Linked DNA regions of Sus scrofa: all the other regions are linked to region 1. The links are chromatin contacts, called in public HiChIP or PLAC-seq maps. All regions are on one chromosome and are shown on one strand. Each heading gives the region's core, a stretch centred on a gene start, on an enhancer-like site or on the middle of the called end of the contact. The rest is flanking DNA. Distances are from core to core; before and after follow the strand shown.

Region 1 (4,439 bases), core at 679-3,178:
CTCTTACTCATGCTTTTGCTTTCCCAAGTCTCCAAATATAAGACTTCTCCTTGAAACTTAAAAACACAACTGTGCCATAAAAATCCTTTATTTACCTACAGTAAAATCATAGGGCCCAATCATAATTTAATTGCTAAATGCCACATTATTCTACATGAAGAATACGGCAAAGTCAACAATCCTCCTAGGCCAGGATTTAAAATCATCTTCACAGACATCCACAGCTCCATTCCAGGAGAATGACTTATCTCATGGCAAGGCAACCTTTAGAATCCATGACTTTGTCAAGAAGCAATACTGCGTTCATAAGCACTCTGTGAAAAAGCAGGAAGTGTTTCGAAAGAAGCCTCTGGCTTCAAAAGATGACTTTTCAAACGAACTTTTGGTTTTCCGTGACCAAAAAAAAAAGTTGAGCCAAAGGCTGATTATCCTCTGAGGGACTGCCATACCTAAATTTATTTCCACATCTGAGGCAAAAGGCCTATTCTTAAATAAAGCTTCCTCGATACTTGCCCACATGTAATACGCTGTTGATGAAAAGAGCAGAACCCAGCAGACGACCTGTATCCCTGCAACTCTGCTACCAGCTGAGCGACCACATCTTCTACCTGCCGCAGTTTTATGCATCTGGAGGACGAAGGATAGCCTCGCCAGCCCTGACATGCTCCCATACAGACACCTATTGCAGACTGAGCTTCTTACCATGGATAACCACTGAACCACTGAAAGTTAACATCTTTTTAAAGGCGCACATCCCACCCCACACACCAGCCAGAGTTCAAGTTTTCATATGTTAGTGCAAGAAGAATATGCACCTTCCCCCAGCAGAGAGGTATTATGCTCCAAAATGACAAGGGAAAGCAAATGCCAAATACTGGGGGGAGGGGAGGCAGGTGCGGAGTTAAGGTTGGCGGAGAAGGGAGGAAGTGAGGTTTCAAGAGAGCATTCCCAAGTCCGCTCCTGGGTGGCCTGCCTTTGGAGTGAAAGCATGATATATGAGGAATGGGATTTTACTCAAATGAAAAGTCTCAGACCCAAGGTGGGTGACTGAAAACCTGAAAAGGAACCTGCTAGAATTTCTAGTTTGGGTTGTATTACTAACTAGGTGTGACTAGGTGTGTAACTTTGGGTAAGCTATTCAACCCCTCAGAACCTCAGCTCTTAACTGTGAAATGTTAAAGCTAACAAGGAGCCAGTCCTCTCCCCTCACTTTTCCTGGCCAAGATGCAGAGTTAAAACTTCAGGACAAGCTCCCATGGCTGCCCACCCACCCCTGGTCAAGTGACGGCCGGAGTAGAGGGGCCGACGCGCAAAAAACTAGAGAGCGATCTACAGACTGAGCTGAGGCATCTAACCAGGGTTATTCATTTACCAAGTATTTATTTTGTCCTGCTTTTAAATTCTTCAACTTCTACTGCCCGTTCCACTCTCCTGATCTCACTGGAGGCCACAGGACAACCCCTTCCATCTTTCTAAGTGATTTCGTCCCTTTCTTCTAAACAGAGACAGGCAGGCGAGTTCAGGCTGAGGACAGAGTTAGAAAGGAGGGCAAAAGGAGCCGAAAGGCCCTGGCTCCCAACCGACGGCTGGGAATCCCGGCGCGCGCCCCCTGCCCGGAGGCCGCCGCCCCCCTGCCTCGGGGTCTCCGTCCGCGGCTCGCGCCACCCGCTTACCCGCGATGTCCCACAGCTGCAGGCGCACTAGCGTCCTGCTGTCCCAATTGAGGACCTTGAGGGCGAAGTCCACCCCGATGGTGGCCCGGTAGTGCTGGGAGAACAGCTGGTGGACGTAGCGCTTGATGATGCTGGTCTTGCCCACGCCGAGTTCGCCGATGACCAGCACCTTGAAGAGGTGCTCGCGGGTCTCGGGCGCCGCGGCGGCCGCCGCCGCCGCCCCCTGGCCGGGGTCCCCAGCTCCGCCGCCCGCCATGAGCGTGCCCGGCCCCGCTCAGCCGGCCGGCCGTCCTCGGCGAGCTCGGGCTCCGCACCGGGGCCCCCTCCCGGCCGAAACCTCCCCGCGGCGCCCTCGGAGCCCCTGCCGGCCGTCGAAACTTCCCCGAGGCCGGCCGTCCTCTCGCCGCGCCGCCGCACCGCCTGACCGGTCACAGGACCTGGAACCCGCCGCCGCTGGCAAACGCCGGGGGCGGGGAAAGGGCCGGGGGCTGGCCTGGCGGGGGAGGTCCCGGCGAGGAGGCCGCTACCCGCCGCCTGCGCTGCGCTGCGGGTGGGCCGGGCTAGGGCGCGGGGCACTTCCTCTCCCCGGGCTTTCCTACTCCTCGGGGCGGCGCTGAGCTCGGCCGCCCCCTGCTGGCCTCGCGGAAGCCGAGAACCCGGGGCCGATGGCGAGCGGGCCCGGAGCCTGGGCGGGTCAAGGTCGGCGGGTAAAAGTGCCCAGGCCACCGAATCGAGCGGTGAAAGCCAGCCGGCGGGGCGCGCAGGGCGAGAGGTGGTCGTCCAGGGAGCGGCCCCAGCCGGGAAGGTGCTGGCCTGGGAATCAGCTTCCTTTCCTGGCTCTGCCCTGAGGGAGTTTAACGCTTGTATATCATTTGCTTGATGGACCTCCAGCTGCCCACTTTTAGAAGTGCGAAAGGTGGGCGACCTACTCTGAACTTGACAAAGTTGTGATACCGCTCTTAGTATAAATGAAGGAGGGAGTCTGAGGAAGACAGCGCGAGGTCTCTAAACGATCTTATTTTACGTCCCCAACAAACCGCAAAAGCCTTTTTAAAGTGTTTAGGTGGTAGAGACTCTGAGATAGATCCTAAGAATTGATTGAAAAATAGTTGATAGCATCGAGGGCTTTTACTTTCAAAAAGAAAGGCAGGAAGCCTGACTTCGCCTGCTGTGTTTATAAAATCGAGGGTTGCCCTCCCCCAAAATATTTAGAAACACCTGGAGCTGTTATGCTGCGGTAGCTTCCTTAAATAAACCAGAGCGGCTGCCCGCCCTATCCTCACTCTGACAATCATGAAAAATGTTTTTCAGAGGTGGAGGCGTTTTAAAATTTAGAAGTCAAAGTGGGAGTAAAACCTTTAGTAGAATAGCTATTGAAAAATCATGGATATGTCTCTAAAAACATTTCATGACCAACCAGCTTATGGCTTTTATGTTCACTCGACTAGAGAAACCTTCCAATATGCCTCCAGCTTGGGGAAAGAGGAAATCTGCCAATTACTGCCATAAATGCAACATCTTGTTCCATAGGTACATATTACCATAGACTTGTATGAGTTTTTTTTGTTTTTTTTTTTTTTAGCTCTCCTAGATTTCCGCTGACATTAGGAATAGAATTGTGGTGTTGAAATTCACACATGGTCCCAGCTAAAGGCAGGGTAATATCTTGGATCTGGTGGTTCTTAAATTTGAGTGTTACACCCGAGGCCCACCTCCAGAGAGGTTCTGGTTCCGTAGATCTGGGGTGGAGCCAGATAATCTGCATTTCAAACAAGTTCCTAGGTGATGTTCATGCTGTGGGTTTGGGAGCACAGTAGTTTGGATCCTCACTAGTGCTTCTCAAACTTAAAATTCATATGAATCACCTAGGAGCTTATAAAAGAGATTAAGTACATGTTGGATGCGGTCTGAGATTTCCAATTTCAAATCAATTCCCAGGAGACATGAATGCCATTGGTGGACAACACTTTGATTAGCAAGGGTTTAGATTAGACATCAGTAGTTGCCACATTTGCTTTGTACCTGACTCACTTGATGTTTGGGACTGAATGTGTCCCCTCCAAATCTGAAAGTTTTGTGTCCCCCTCCCCCATATGATGGTATTAAGAGATGGGCCTTCCAGAGGGCATGAAAGTAGAGCTTTCATGCATGAGACTAGTGTTCTTAGAAAAGGGACTTCAGCAAGCTTGCTGCTCCTTCCACCAAATGTGGACACAGCAAGAAGACAGTGGCCTATAAGCCAGGGAGTAGGTCTGGCCAGACATTGAATCTGCTAGAGCCTTAATCTTGAACTTCCCCAATTCAAGAACCATGAGAAATAAATTATTGTTTAAGCTGCTCAGTAGATGGTAATTTGCTGTATCAGCCAGAGCTGACTAAGACACCTGGGGAACTAGCTGTCTAATTTACCCAGACATTCTCTTTTAATCTTTTAGAAGGATATCCCAGAAAGCTGTATTAAAAAAAAAAAAAAATCCGAAACAAAAACACCTAGACGAGCATGACTCACACACTTGACTTCAAGTACTGATATAAGTAATGCCAAGTAATGTAAGTAAGCAGAACAGCATCTGCTTGTGCAGCCCTAAATTGGAAAAGGTTGAGAGTTGGGTGGGGAGAATGAACAAATCTTAGAACCGTGAACAATTTTGGTGGGAAATGAGTTTTTTTCATACATAAAATGCAAAAAAAAAAAAAAATGCAAATAATCTGAGACTTCTGACTGAATCCCTAAAATCTGGGTTTTGTTTAGTTTTCCACCCCTGC
Region 2 (4,439 bases), core at 737-3,236, 580 kb before region 1:
ATGTAGAATCATGGGAAAAGACACTACTGCATGATTTCACATAATACCTGATCCTACTATTTCTTTGGAATGCAACAGGAAAAGCAACTAATCAGCAACACAGAAAGACTACAGAAAATATGGTACAAGTTAAAAAAAAAAAAAAAAAAAAAGATTAAATTAAAGGATACAGCCTTAAAGCACCAGTCTGAGTTCCCACTGCCAGGATCTTCTGTACAGGATCAAAAGCCAGGGCTGAGGGTTGATAGGGGAATCCATGGCGAACAGTCTAGGGATGGGCAAGTGACATCACAGCAACCAAGGCAGGAAGCAAAATTTTTGAACAAGAACAGTAGAGGCATTAGAATCTAGAACCAACTATAATTGATGCAAAAAACATACACATGCACTGCTTTAAAAAACTATGAAATTTACATTAAACAAAACTTATGCAAGTTAAACCTGACACCCCCAAATTTGTGACCCCCCCCAAATCTATCTTAGTGCTACACCTTAATTTCTATTTTTCTATCATACTGGCATTCTATAGAAGAAAATTTCTTAATATTCTATTCTGCCTGAGAACAAATTAATAAAGTTTGCAGTGGTCAAAAATTCTGTAAATTCATTTTAAAATGCAATTCATGCTTTATTTCAAGCGTATAAACTTCATCATGACTTTGGATGCCAAATGCCAAGAACTGCTAAGGAAATGCTGTCATAATTACTTTAGGGAAGGATTCAGTAAAGCAGTTAGCAAACATCTATCTCAACATTTTCCAAGTGTAACAATGAAAATAAATAAAGCATATATTTTGCAATTTACTATTAAATCCTTAGTAATTTTAGGACACGAGGGCAAAAAAGTGTATTACGTTCTTTTAAGAAACTCTGACTTAGGAACGCGCCTGGTATTTATGAGGAAGGCAGATATTAAGACCAACACAAGTTTGTATTTCTCATTGAGCAGCTGGTGAATTAATTCGCTGCATCATTCTTTCTGAATTACAGACTGCTGTGACAGTTGTCGTGCCATTAACAAGCAAAAAAAAATCACAGTTCTAACTTTTTAACCAAACACCATGATAGAAGGACCCTGTGATTTCATATCTTAAGCCTCCTTTCACATTTTAAAGGGAAAGTAATAAGCAAAATATCTAGTTGAACAGGCTTGGCTGTTTGGTAAACAATATGCAATTGGCACCGCTCCCAAAAGAAACTTGGAAGTTGGTGAATTAGATATTAAAATGCTAAAATATAAAAAGGCACAAGACTAAGAATATGAATTAAAGGTCACTTTAACAGGTTAGAAGCAATGTTGAGACGACTGCTGCACGTGTAAAAAATCAACGAAAAGGAGTAAGATGATGTCAATCAACACAGCTCACCGAGCAAATGTTTGCTAGACGAGCGAGCCCTTTATTCGAGGTAGGATTGTTATCGGCGCTCAATACCTCGCACCCGCACGTAAAGCCCGAGCTGCCCCTAAAACGACCCCAATTTTCGCGGGACTGCGCGCTCCGTTCACCTTGCAAAGCTGGAAGTGCTCGGACTGGAGCGTTTCCTGGATCTCGGGCTCCCGGTTCCCAGGCGGGTGCTGCTGCTGCTGCTGCTGCGAGGCCGAGGACGAGCCCGCGGTCAGGCCGTCCAGCACCTTCCTGATGTTGAATTTCCTCATGGTCTCGGCGGGGTTCCCCCGCAGCCCGGGAGGGGAGGTAAGGAGCGTCCCCCGGCGTGGAGGGGGGACGAGCCCGGGCCGAGGGCAGCTTCCAGCGAGGACGCGGAGGAGTGGGAGGGAGTGGGAGTGTGAGGGGAAGGAGGCAGCTGGGGAGAAGCAAAAGATAATCCAGACAGGAAATACTGCGACGACGAGAGAGCCGCGGTCACCAGAGCCCCGGGCGGCGACCCTCTTCCTCCGAGGCCGCCGCTGTTCGCCGCGGCTGCTGTGGCGCCGCTTCAGCCGCCGCCGCCGCCGCCTCGCTCCGCGGCCCGGCGGCACAGCAGTGGCGGCGGCGCCCGGAGCCCGCTCCGCCCAGCCTCACCTGGCCGCGGGCTTACTCTGCGCCGCGCCGCCACCCCGGCTCGCCCCCGCCGCTGCCGCCGCGTCCATGGCCCGCGGCCCCGCCGCTCCACGCCCGCCCGGGCCCCGCAGTCCCTCGGCGCTTCCTCCCGCTCCTGCTCTTTCTCCTCCTCCCCGGGGTCGCCGGCTCTCGGTCCGCGGCCGCCGCGCCGGCTCCCTGCCGCTCAGCGCCTCTGCCCGCCGGGCATCGCACGCAGGGCGCCCGGGGTGGGTCCCCGCGCTCTCCGCCTCGCTCCTCCGCCGCTAGATCGGCCCGCCCTCGCTCCTTCTGAGCCCCGGCTGCCCTCTTCAGGCGCCGCCGCCGCCGCCCGCGCTCCCTCCCGGCAGCTCCCTTTCGCCTGACAGGGCGCCTCGACACACGGCGCCAACGCCCGCTCCGAGCAGCAGCGGCAGCCGCGGTTACAGCGCCCGCCGCGGCGGTGGTGGCAGCTGGGCCTCCGCGGACGGGGGCTCCTGAGCATGCGCGCAGCGCGCACCCACCTCCCCCTCCTCCGCCGCCAGAGTGGAGCTGGGGCTTAAATTATCCTCTGCGAAAATCCCAGACCGCGGCTAAATTTCTCCCATCTCAATCGCCCTGCTAGAGGATGCAGCTGCTTCTCCTGCAGCTGGGATAGTAAAAATGTTGACGACTAACGAGTAGCAGGAAACCTTTATTTCAGATTCGGTCATTAAAGCGGGGGTTTATGCTCTCACCCTTTAATGAGGTACACACTCCCGGCTACTGGCTGCAATATCGCTGTTGCTGCTTTATTGATGGGCTTTGTTTTGGATTGATTTGGCTTTGGATTTCGAAAAAGTGCGTCTAGACAAAGGTTATGTCTGTGGTAAGAGGATGGCAGACTTAGAGAGGTACTAGGAAAGGAGATAAACCCAGAGGGAGGAAAGCGTGGCCGTGGCCGGTAGCTTCTAGAGTGGGATGGTCTGCCAAAGGGAAAGCCTCCCCAGGGCTGGATATCTGCCCCGACGCTACGGTGGGCGGAGATGGGGGCGGGAGCGAGAATGGAGGTAAACACAGCTCGGACACTCATTTTCAGAACCTCCAATCTGCCAGGTAATGCTGATTATCCACTAAGTAGACCCCAGCGACTTCTCTACTCTTGCAAGGGAGGGAAGGATGAAGTTTTCGCTCAAACCTTTCCACTGCTTCACTGTCATAATCTCAGTTAGATGCTTGAAGGCAAATGTCTGGCTCAAGTTTGAAAAGGCAGAGAGATTCATATGAGCTGCGGGTACCATTTCCGGAGAGTGAGTTCAATAAAGAAAAGTGGATGGAAAGAAGAGGTACTTGATTAGGAAGGATTTAGAAACTAAGAAAAAACGTAAAGAAGGATGGAAACCCATGAAGACTAATTTTATTCGTAGGGGTGAGGTGGAAAGAGAGAACAAGCTCCCAAGCTAACAACTCTCTGCCTAAGATGGTCTTGAGCTACAGAGGGTTTTCAGAACCCAAATCAGAGGTACCCGCCCTCTTCTTTGTGATTGGTCCCCTCCTGCCCGCTCAGGGAAATTCTCATCCCGGTATTGGTCGATGTGACGGGCTTAAACCAACTACCCCTGGGCCTCAGGGGTTTCGGGAAATGTAGTTCTCCGTGGAGCTTCCTCATCCAAGGACGATGTCTTACACCTGAAACCTATAAAGTTGTTTTGTGGTTTAATATTTACTGAACTACTCAGTTAATTGCTTCGATGTAACAAACGATATAGCAAATTTGGAGATTTTTCTTGGGCTATTTCCAAGTGGCTCTGAAATTTTTGTGTACTAATTTAGTTCTCTGAAACATTTTGTTAAGTGTGAGGCATTGTGCTAGGTGCTGAAGACCCCAAAATATAATTCTTGCTTTCAAAAAGCTCCCTAGTCAAAAGGGGACATATCTCAGTAAATAAGTAATTGTGAAACAATGTGATGAGTTCATTGATGGAATCATGCAGGAGCAGGACTGAAGAGGGTAATTTAATTGGCTGGAGGCCTGGAAATGGAGAATTCACTGTGGTTGAGTCCAAGTGATGAGGAGCTGACAAGGTGAAGAGGAGGGAAAAGAGCATTGTAAGGCAGCTGGGGAGGTGATCAGAATTCCCCGGAGAGGTTTTTAAAAAGACGGATGCCTCCATAAGTATAAATTGCGGAAAGGACCACATCCCCACAGAATTCTATGATCCACCTGTTTATCTAGTTTGAAAATAAATCTGTTGGATGATTTGTCTTCATTGGATTATGAACTCTTTGGAGAAGAAACAGTTTCCTGCTGAGAGGTCTTTTATAGTGGAAAAACCCTAGGCTCTGCTGTTAGCCGGACATGGATTTCAATCCAGACCTTGGTAATATGTGCAACCTTGGGCAAATTACTTACTTATCTTAGGGTCATATTCCTCATATGTTAAA
Region 3 (4,439 bases), core at 573-3,072, 520 kb after region 1:
ACTCTATGAACACTCAGTGGTCCCCTGATTGGTTGATGTCCACTCAAGTGATTCCCACTTGTGGAATGCTTTTAGCTCTTTAGCATCTAATGGGTGGATGAGCCAAGTGTTGTCATGGGTGAATAGCTGTTTAACAGCTGGGAGCTTCCAGAAAGCTAAGGTTAAAAAATGAGCCATATTTTCTAAAATAGCTCTGGTGATTCTAACATTGAAAAACAATGCTCCATAGAGAACTTTTCAGACTATACAGGGCACTTTGCAGATACAAGATTGAACATACCATTGGAAAATTCAAGAGAAAGAATTTCTTTTCATTGTAAGCACATGATACCATATAAAATTCTATCTCTGTAGTTGAAATCATATCTCTGGACACACAACTGGATCTGTAGTTTAATGCTTGTACAGGATAACAAAAATTATGTCTATAGAGATTAATTACCCCAATCAAGATGAACAAAGATTAAATGATGCTATGCTTATTGGTTTGTTTGGTTTTTTTTTTTTTTTTTTTTTTTTTGGTCTTTTTGCCATTTCTTGGGCCGCTCCCACAGCATATGGAGGTTCCCAAGCTAGGGGTCTAATCGGAGCTGGAGCAGAGCCACAGCAACGCGGGATCCGAGCCGCGTCTGCAACCTGCACCACAGCTCAAAGCAACGCCTGACCCTTAACCCACTGAGCAAGGCCAGGGATGGAACCCACAACCTCATGGTTCCTAGTCGGATTCGCTAACCACTGAGCCATGATGGGAACTCCAGCAATGCTTATTTTAAAATATTTCTGCCTCACCCAGCTGGACTCATTCAAAGTGAGCTTGATTTTCTGTTCCCACGGTGAGATGTAACATAAAACTATAAAGATAATCTTTTAGAGCACAATACACGTTTAAACACGGAGTTTCAAATTACATTTCCATTAGGTCTTGCACTTAGTAAAATGATCAGTTCGCCAACAAAGAGGGGAGGCTCCAGCATTAGCACTACTTTTTCAACTTGCCTCATGAAGCCTTGGATAAGGTAACTGATTTCCACTTAATTCTATGTGGTTTAGTAAATACAAATGGCTTCTTTTAGGCTAGCTTTAGAAGTCTGTCATGAAGTTCTGTACTACGAATATGGACCACTATGGACCGTCTCCGCAGCTATCGGATGCTCCCTTAGGCAAAAACTTACTTTTGTGCTTCTGGGATCACACAGACCAAGACGCCCCTCCACAGCATAATGCTGAGCCCGTATTAGGTACTCGAGCGCCCGAGGTTTCCTGGGGGTTATTTTTCAGGCTCTTGGCTCTGCAGCCTCTCAGTTTTTTCAGAGTTACCTAGGCATAAGCCTACCTCCATGAAAAAGAGGCTACCATTCAGTGAAGAGAAGGGAAAAAGGCTTACACATTGGAAGGGCAACTTAGGCACAATACGTGTGGTTTTTCCCTGATCTTAAAATACTCCTCACATTTTCCTGGGAAGTCTTTTAAAATAGCTTTTCTGAGGGAGATAAGCTTCATCCATAACTAATTCATGGACACTTTATAGAAGCAATGAAAAAAAAAAGGTGCGTTTGCAAAATTCTCTTCTGTCTTTTCAAAGCCATAAATCTTTCAGTTACCACTCGCTTCAAGCGGAGGCCACTCCCTTCGGCCGGCCGGCCGGCTCACTTCCCTCCCCGCTCTCTTCCAAACGGGTCTAGGGCCCCGCCTCATCTTTAGGGGTTCCAGCCAATCCTGTGTTCTCTAAAGGCTCCGAGTAGCGCTATCGCGAGATTCCAATCGTATCCTCGGATGGTCTCTGACCTGTGTGGACTTGCGCAGAAAAGACTCATGAAGCCACTGCGGGAGAAAGGAGGCGGGGCGCCCCCGGCGTGCGCGTTCATCTTGACCCTACGCTCCAGCGCACGCCCGGCACCTAGAAGCTGTGGTGTCTGGCCCCCCACCCCCGGGGAACCCCAACACAAACCAGCGTAAAACGCGTGCGTCCACCTCGGGCGGATGTTCGGTGGGTGGCGAATGCGTGCCCAGGATCTGCGGGGGCATTAGAGGCCCCGAGCCTTAGTGCAGAGAGGCACTAGGGGCTTGGAGAACGAGTCTAGGTAGGCTCTTGGGTGATGGAGGGTCAGGGGTCAGAGGTCGGGGACGGAAGACGTATCTGGACAGAGACAGAGGTGCCCAGGGAGGGACGACTCGGTTGTTCTGGAGCCAAGGAAACTAAAAGGCTGAGAGAGAGCCGCTGCGCGAAGCCCCCCCGACCCTTCCCCATTTCAGACGTGCGGGCCTGTGGATCGTCGCGGTTCCCCGGGGACGAGGTGGGGCCGTGGGAAAGGAGGCTGTGTTTCTCCCCCGGGGGTTGGGGCCTGGGGTGTTTATTCGAGTGTCCTAGGGGCTGTGGTCGCGCTCCTCCGCCTCGCGGTAGCTTGTTTGCCGGGCCTGCTGGAGCGATATGGAGCTGACAGCCTTGCTCAGACACTCGAACCGCCTTAGAGTCTTTCGGAAGAAAACTGAGTGGGTATCACCATTCGCGGCGTATATGTCCTCTGGATACTGGAACCGGGTAGCTGCCAAGCTTCTTGGTGTGCAGAGCTGTAATGTAGTAAAAGGGAAGGCCGAGGCTTCCAAGTTAGTCTGAAAGTTCTCAGTTATCTCGGGAGTCAGATTAATTACAGTCGGAGTCAACCACACTTGCAACATTGTACATTTTGACTCGTGGTCCTTGGCTAGTTTTCTGATCCAAGATATGTTTTCTGATGATTGACGGTCACTCTCAGCTAAATAGTATTAAATAATAACCATTAAGCTTGTGCCTTTTTTTCTAACCGAACTGACATAAGCCGATAGGTAGAAATCCTATATGTTTGATGTTTCCCTACTTATATTTAAATTAGCTTGCGTCTTTAACTGAACAAAAAGTAATTTTAAAGTCAGTACAGCTATTTTAATTATTGGGTTGGGCGATAGTAAGAATGATGAAACTCTCATCAATCAAAAAGGTCCGTAATATCTCTGCAGTCACCAGAAAGACTAGTTGGTTGTAATAGATAACCATGCTAGAAGCAGGGGATTAGTGAGCAGTAGTAGAATAAGTGTTTCTATATTGTAACCTGGCACTTACAAGGTTCACCAAGCCAGTAAGCTGGCAATTGAGAGTAAGGCAGTTTACTTTTGAAAGGTGCTGTTTATGTATATCCTCCTCTTGCCCTGCCTAAAGAAGTGTACTTACAGAATTATTGAAACAGATCTTTTATTAAGAGTTCAGGCCAGAAAGATTTGGGGAAAACAGAATCTGCTGGTGAAAAAATCTTACAAGGCCATTTTCTAAGTTTATATGACTAGCATGTACTTTAGACTTCAACAGATGAAAATACTTTCAGCCTGCTGGAGTTATCACTACAGAAGACTGTGGTAATGCTAGGTCATTGAGAACTTTTAGTCATCAGTAATGATTGGGCTTCACTTGCAAAAGATTGACCTTGGACAGAGTATCTCAAATGTATACTACCTGTTGCCCAGGCCTGCGGTGGATTTATTGTGATTCAGGACTGGTACGTGTTTTTTAAGGAAGAGATAATGATTTGGAGGGAAAAAAGCTCTGAATTAAGTTTAATTGATACCCATTTGTTGTATTGTCTTAGTAATGACATTTTATATTTATTTCTCTAGCAATCTGTCATTGTTTTCTGTTAAAGATACAGGTCAGTGGGATTTCTCTGTCTCATTCTGAACCAAAAATAGCTCAAAGTAGTTTCACACTACCTAGAGTCTTTTAGAATGTTGTTAAGAGAGATTTGCCCAAAAAGAAATTTGAGTAAAGTACTATTGGGTCCTTAAGAAGAAAGGATATCCAGGGAGTTAAGAGATCTTTGTTTCACATTATTTTGTATATTTTTTCCATCCTGGCAGTTACCTCGCATTGAGAGTACAGTATTGAATAGGATACAGTTCCTGCCCAGTGGTAGTTCAAGTAGTTCAGTATAGTTCAAAGTCAAACAATTAAGAACACTCTAGCAGTTGGGATCAAGGAGGAGAGGCCCTTAACTTAGCATACCTGGTCCTGGAAGGTTTGGTAGGAAGATTAGGACAACAATAGGCAGAAAAGCTTGAACAGGCATTTTAGGCAAAATCTTTTTACATTCAAATGCAGGACAGAAAGTGTGGTCCAAAAGGAAATTGCACATAATCATGTTATTCCCAAACAGATATTTCAGAAGGAAGAAGAAGCAGAATCATCAAAGTGAGATTTATGTGGTATGAGGAAAACAAGTAGAAGGATTTAGAATTAAGATATGATTAGAGATATATAGAATTGTACCAGTACTCAACTTACCAGCTGCCAGTTAACATTATGGTTATAAGTAGTTTTTTTGTTGCTGTTGTTGTTTGTCTTTTTGCCTTTTCTAGGGCCGCTCCCTCGGCATATGGAGGTTCCTAGGCTATGGGTCTAATCGGAGCTGTAG

The links. HiChIP or PLAC-seq counts read pairs in DNA pulled down with a chosen protein or histone mark.
Region 2: an H3K27ac HiChIP or PLAC-seq map of alveolar macrophages shows a contact between it and region 1. The contact joins the promoter of STXBP5 here to the promoter of RAB32 in region 1. A contact is called at or near these places in 1 of 47 Hi-C or Micro-C datasets (embryonic fibroblasts) and 1 of 2 datasets of contacts at active chromatin or transcription factors (alveolar macrophages).
Region 3: a contact with region 1 is called in an H3K27ac HiChIP or PLAC-seq map of alveolar macrophages. The contact joins the promoter of SHPRH here to the promoter of RAB32 in region 1. A contact is called at or near these places in 2 of 5 promoter capture datasets (fetal skeletal muscle and liver) and 1 of 2 datasets of contacts at active chromatin or transcription factors (alveolar macrophages).

The regions. Positions count from the first base shown.
Region 1 is chr1:19,095,719-19,100,157 of Sscrofa11.1, forward strand. It overlaps RAB32 (RAB32, member RAS oncogene family), which reads right to left and starts at 1,929. Exons shown (of 3, transcript NM_001123176.1): 1 at 1,674-1,929. The coding sequence starts at 1,929.
Region 2 is chr1:18,510,764-18,515,202 of Sscrofa11.1, forward strand. STXBP5 (syntaxin-binding protein 5) reads right to left here and starts at 1,987. Exons shown (of 28, transcript XM_003480238.4): 1 at 1,508-1,987; 2 at 171-268. The coding sequence starts at 1,657. LOC102160169 (a long non-coding RNA gene) reads left to right here and starts at 2,584. Exons shown (of 6, transcript XR_002338312.1): 1 at 2,584-3,110.
Region 3 is chr1:19,611,093-19,615,531 of Sscrofa11.1, forward strand. It overlaps SHPRH (E3 ubiquitin-protein ligase SHPRH), which reads left to right and starts at 1,823. Exons shown (of 30, transcript XM_021087080.1): 1 at 1,823-2,081.